Regions from separate parts of the Mus musculus genome. Here region 2 is linked to region 1. A link is a contact called in public Hi-C data. All regions are on one chromosome and are shown on one strand. Each heading gives the region's core, a stretch centred on a gene start, on an enhancer-like site or on the middle of the called end of the contact. The rest is flanking DNA. Distances are from core to core; before and after follow the strand shown. Region 1 overlaps Nup155 (nucleoporin 155). Region 2 overlaps Nipbl (NIPBL cohesin loading factor).

Evidence for each region. Hi-C and Micro-C count contacts between places; a contact is called where the count stands out from the background.
Region 2: a contact with region 1 is called in a Hi-C map of liver, with 2.8 times the contacts expected there. The contact joins two enhancer-like sites. A contact is called at or near these places in 44 of 484 Hi-C or Micro-C datasets (B cells, B-cell progenitors, the C10 cell line and 35 more), 5 of 115 datasets of contacts at active chromatin or transcription factors (bone marrow-derived macrophages, embryonic stem cells, large pre-B cells and 2 more) and 4 of 9 other capture datasets (adipose tissue, embryonic stem cells, liver and 1 more).

What each region holds. Positions count from the first base shown.
Region 1 is chr15:8,130,063-8,132,762 of GRCm38.p6, forward strand. It overlaps Nup155 (nucleoporin 155), which reads left to right. Exons shown (of 35, transcript NM_133227.3): 14 at 63-173; 15 at 1,400-1,494. Among named protein-coding and RNA genes, the nearest start is that of Nup155, 22 kb to the left of the region's middle. Within about 2 kb of position 1,404, at least 3 of the 459 cell types and tissues checked have an H3K27ac peak or open chromatin away from gene starts, as enhancers often do. A contact at or near this core is called in liver, where this site is marked.
Region 2 is chr15:8,291,369-8,294,068 of GRCm38.p6, forward strand. It overlaps Nipbl (NIPBL cohesin loading factor), which reads right to left. Exons shown (of 47, transcript NM_027707.3): 45 at 1,716-1,890; 46 at 769-957; 47 at 1-222. Among named protein-coding and RNA genes, the nearest start is that of Gm52208, 13 kb to the left of the region's middle. Within about 2 kb of position 1,288, at least 7 of the 459 cell types and tissues checked have an H3K27ac peak or open chromatin away from gene starts, as enhancers often do. A contact at or near this core is called in liver, where this site is marked.

The DNA of each region.
Region 1 (2,700 bases), core at 154-2,653:
CCCTTTACCAGTCAGGCTTGGTAATTGCTTTCTCATGTGATCTCTCCTTTTTTATTTCTTAGGGTAGTCTTATGTTTCACAAGCTTAGACCTGTAGATCAGCTGAGACATCTGCTTGTGAGTAACGTGGGAGGGGATGGAGAAGAGATTGAGAGATTCTTCAAATTACATCAGGTAACTATGCACTGCATTTATTTTAATTAAAGAAGCTGTATAATATTAAAATAGTTTGTAAACTAGAAGTAAAATACTGTAATACACAGATTATCTGTTCTTTTGTACTCAAATCAGCACATATTGACTATGAAAATAGTTATGTTACAGGACTCTTCCACATTTATTCTCTGATTTTGACACATTCTTTTTTTGGTGGGGGGGGGGAGGGTTTGGGTTTTTTCGAGACAGGGTTTCTCTGTGTAGTCCTGGCTATCCTGGAACTCACTCTGTAGACCAGGCAGGCCTCAAACTCAGAAATTCGCCTGCCTCTGCCTCCCAAGTGCTGGGATTACAGGCGTGCACTACCACGCCCAGCTTTGACACATTCTTATTAAGGTATAAAAATAAGAATATGATATTGAAGTTGTATGATAAATATGCTTTTTATTAAGAGCACCAGTCATTCCGTTATGAGCATGCACATGTGTGTACATTCCCAATCCCATGGAATAAATTGAGGTAGTGACTGGAGGCATAATATGGGGACATTAGTAGTTAATAGTCATATCAGAATTGACAGATTTAAAACTGGGGAGTCTTATTTAAAATTACTATTTTCTCATTAAAGCTAAGCTTTTAGATTCAGGATTCAGACTATCTGCTAAAAAAACTTTTTCCAGTGGAGTGAGATACTTGTATTCACTTTAGTTGTATGTAAACTGCATCATACTGCAGCACTGTGTGCTATAAGAACTAATAAATACTGCATTTAGTTTGTTTGTTTGACACGGGATTCTCTATGTATCCCTGGTCGTCCAGGAACTCTGTATGTAGACCAGGCTGGCCTCCAACTCGGAGATCCTCCTGCCTCTGCTTCTTGAGTGCTGGGATTAAAGGCGTGCGCCACCACTGCCTTGGCGACACTGGATTATTAAAATAGTGCCTAGCACATAATAGGTACTCAATAAATGTTGGGTTTTACTGATAATTTCTAAAAGATAGAAAGATAGAAATATACAATAATATAGAAAATATAGAAAGATACAAGAATAAAATAGAATGACAGCTGATCAGAATCTTACTAAAGAGAAAGTATCTTTAATACTGATGCCTGAGTTAAACTTTACTTCTGGGCTGTTTGCTTTCTTCATGTCCGTTGAATTCATTCCAGAGTAAGTATTTATTGAGCACTTGCTGTGAGCGCTGGATTTGTCTTTAATGCACTGACTTTTGCCCCCTTTCAGGAAGACCAAGCTTGTGCAACTTGCCTTATTCTTGCTTGTTCCACTGCTGCCTGTGACAGAGAAGTGTCTGCTTGGGCAACACGGGCATTCTTTAGGTATGTCAGGGTGGAGAGAGAGAGTGTGTGTTTATGTACTGGGCCACCTTTTAGTTGCAGGGGGCATTCTGAGAGTTGAATGTAGATTTGTTTTTGTTTTCCCTCATGCTATGTAAATACTAAGCATTCTACCAATGAGCTACATCCTTAGTTCAAAAGTGTTCATCAAATACTTTTAAAGTATTGTGAAATATTTGTATATAAAAGCCCTGCTCTTTTTGGTTTTTTGTTTGTTAGTTGGTTGGTTTATTGGTACTAGAAATTAAAGCTAGGGTCTTACACATGCTAAGTTCAACCTCAGGGCCACTAAAAAAATTATTTTGTGTGTCTAAATGTTTTCCCTGCATGTGTCTATGCAGCTCATGCATGCAATTCCATTGGGAACCAGAAGAGTGCAGTGGATGCCCCATGACTCCAGTTTTAGGCAGTTGTGAGCTCCCATGTGGGTGCTGAGTATAGAACCCAAGTCCTCTGCAAGTCAGACCTGTGCTGAAGTCTCTCTGCAGCCTGGTGTTTTCTGTTGGTGTTGGTGGTTGGCAGTGTTTGTTTAAAGACAGGGATTCACCATTCAATTCAGCCTGTATTGGCTGAGTGCTGGGATTAAAGAGACACCACTTCCAGGCCACTTTTAAAGACTTATTTATTTCATGTATGTGAGTACACTGTCACTGTCTTCAGACACACCAGAAGAGGGCATCAGATCCTCATCAAAGATGATTGTGGGCCACCATGTGCTTGCTGGGAATTGAACTCAGGACCTCTGGAAGAGCAGTCAGTGCTCTTAACCACTGAGCCACCTCTCCAGCCCAAAGCCTCGTGACATCCCTGGGTGGGCTAGAACCACTAACCTCTCCATTAACAGCTGAACATGCTAACTAATTGCGCCACAGAGACACTTGGGCCACTTTTTAGATGATACCAGTGTGATAGTTTAAGGCTTTGCCAAATGGGGGAAGTAGGCAAATTTTTAACCTTCATTAGGAAGAGTCTAATCTAGAAATAGAAAGATAGCAGTGCCCGTGGAACAAGCTGAGGAGCATGGTGCGCACATCACTGCTTTCTGGGTACCTTTCCTTCTTTGTCCTTTTGTTTTACACTTTTTACCATCGTCAGTCCTCCTTCCTTACTGCCTCCAACAGCCGCTTCCAGAGCATGGGCATCAGTGGTGCTGAGGGACTGAGTCACACACAGGAAGGAAACTTGGGG
Region 2 (2,700 bases), core at 38-2,537, 160 kb after region 1:
GCGGCCATCGCGGCGCTTGGCCTCCGTCCAGGAGCCGCTGTAGGAGCCTGCCATCCACTGGACACTGACGCCACTGCTGGTTCTCTGTACTACTCTTGCAATCTGTGGTCGGTCTTTGTACTTTGGACAGCAAATAGCGATGACATCCATGACGTCAACACTTTCATTCATCTGTGCTGCCAACTCCGTAGAGTCTGAATTTCGTTTTGACCTTCTCAATGACTAAAACATTGGGAGGGGAAAAAAGACCAAGTGTTACACAAAAGAATTTTAGTGAAATTATCGTTTTTATTGCTTGTAATCCCTTGACGCCGGGAGCTGGGATTCCCCGGCACATTCCATTGCCGGCAATGAGACGCACCGTGACCGCCAGCGCCAAGGGGTTAACGTATACTTGTAAAACCATATAGCTTTTAATTTGTACCCGTGTCTTTACTCTTGATATATAAAATTATTATATGTACATATAAACCATAAAGCTACATAAAACTTAGCAACAATAAAAAGGATAGCACACATTAATACAATCCAAAAAATTATTAATCCTTTATGCTGAATAAATCTCATTTCTGGTTTTTTATTATCTTTTATGTTAAACTTTCTACAAAAGGCTGTATAAATGGTTAAGTAGAGAATCTATCTACAAACTGCTTTGTTTTATAAGCATTACATTACTTGGAGTACATTTAATAGACTGACACACATAAGCACATAAAAATCATTTTACGTAATACGCTGGGAAATACGTTGACTCCTCCTCCGCCTCACCCCTGAAGTGCCTCCTCCTCTATCCTCCCCATCACTCTCCTCATCTTCTGTGTCTGCTGCTGTGTTATTTTTAGGGCTGCCTCCTCCAAGCAGCGAGGTAATTGCTTTGTTCCGAGCATTGGTGCTAGCTGACACCTCTCCTTCCTCTTCTTCTTCATCAGGGTCTAGATGTTCCATGAGAAGTTTAAACTAAAACAAGATTGAGAGTTTTCTGTAAATATTTAAACAACACTGCCAGATTTAGATGTTTTCTATGGTGGTGGTTTAGAGTGGGTGAAAGAGACCATGGCTAACTGTGCAAATCAGGGACTGACAAGTCTTTTCTGTACAGAGGCAGAATGACAGGCACTGCGTTTGGGGCTGGTGGGCATATGGTTCCTGCTGCAATTACAGCTCCCCACTGCTGTAGGAAAGCATATAGACTGATCATGGCCATGTCATTACAACTTTACAACAGAGGCTCGATTTGGATCAAGACCCATAGTTTGCTTGGAGGTGTGTCCAAGTCAACAAACATTCAGGAAATAAATATTGACTATTAATTGACAGGCCTTGGACTCAGTACTGGAGTTAAAGGCATGTACTACCACACCCACCCATCCACCATCCAAGCATATATGCAAGAAAAGCTAGGTGCACACATTTCACCCAAGCACCCAGTGTGCAGTGGAATCTCTGTGAGTTCAAGGACAGCCAGGGCTAGACAGAGGGATACTACTGAGAGAGGCGGTGGGATTGGGGGCGGGTGAATACAAGGAAAACCAATTAGTTGCCAGAAAGGAGAGGAAAATGGCCAGGAGGGTAAGGGACCCATGGCTTTAACTTTTAAGGACATAAGCCATTCACTCTGTTAAGCAATCCTCCGTCTTTGGCTGTGCACCGTGGTGGGAACAGTGGGAAAGTTAGCCCAACAGCCAGCCCGGGATGCTCCTGAGTTCGGTACTCACGTCTAAGTACTGCCTTACGATGCTCCTCTTCACATCCTCCGTCAGTTTGGAATTAGCCATGTCACTTCGCAGGAAGTCCAGTGTTTGTTTGGGATGAAAATGAACCCCTGTTTTCCGATTAATGGCTTTATCATACACTTTTGCAGATTCAGATGGAGAATATTTTTGAATTTTACTGTTTTGGAAATATAAAATCAGAATTTCAAAAAAGTTCATGCACATACTTAAACCGATTCTAACTCTTTCTTTCTTAATAATGACTCAAGTTTTAAATCCTACAGATCTCACCCAGTGAGAAGAAAGAAGTCAACATCAACTGAGTGCCCCTTTGCTCTCAGCGATGTCTGTACTGATGGGGACGAGAACAAGGCACCTGGCTCTGAGGAGGGACAGACTGAGAGTCCAGGTTACAGTAAATGCTGTCGTCTTGAAATCAGTGTCTTCCGTCTTTTTATAGACTACAACGATCTTTCTTACAACTGAGTCCAATTAACTGGTGTGCCGGCTAACTTTTGGTTCTTTTCTGTGGGAAGAACTCTGAACATTTATTGGGGCGTGTCTGCAGGTGTGTGTGTCACCTCTGCACGTGCATGGAGGCCAGATGACAGTTCACAGGAATTAGCTCTCTCCTCTCACTGTGGAGGCCTGGAGATTGACCATGGCTTGGTTGCAAGCACCTTTATGCACCTCGTCACCTTACTGGTCTTACTTCCTTGGTTTCACGTTCATTTATTTACTACAATTTTGTTTATGTATGTGCACATGTGGCTGTCAGTTCTCCCTTCCATCATGTTGGGTCTGGGGATGAGTCTCACAGTGTCAGGTTCAGAGGTAAGATCCACTTTATCTACTGAGCTAACTTATCAACCCCTCATTTTGACTCTTTGGATTTTTCATTGTCTATATAATGGCCAGAAAAACTGCTTGTAAACCTGTTTCAGATTTTTAGTGACTCTTAAAATTTTTTCCAACTCCTTACCGATAC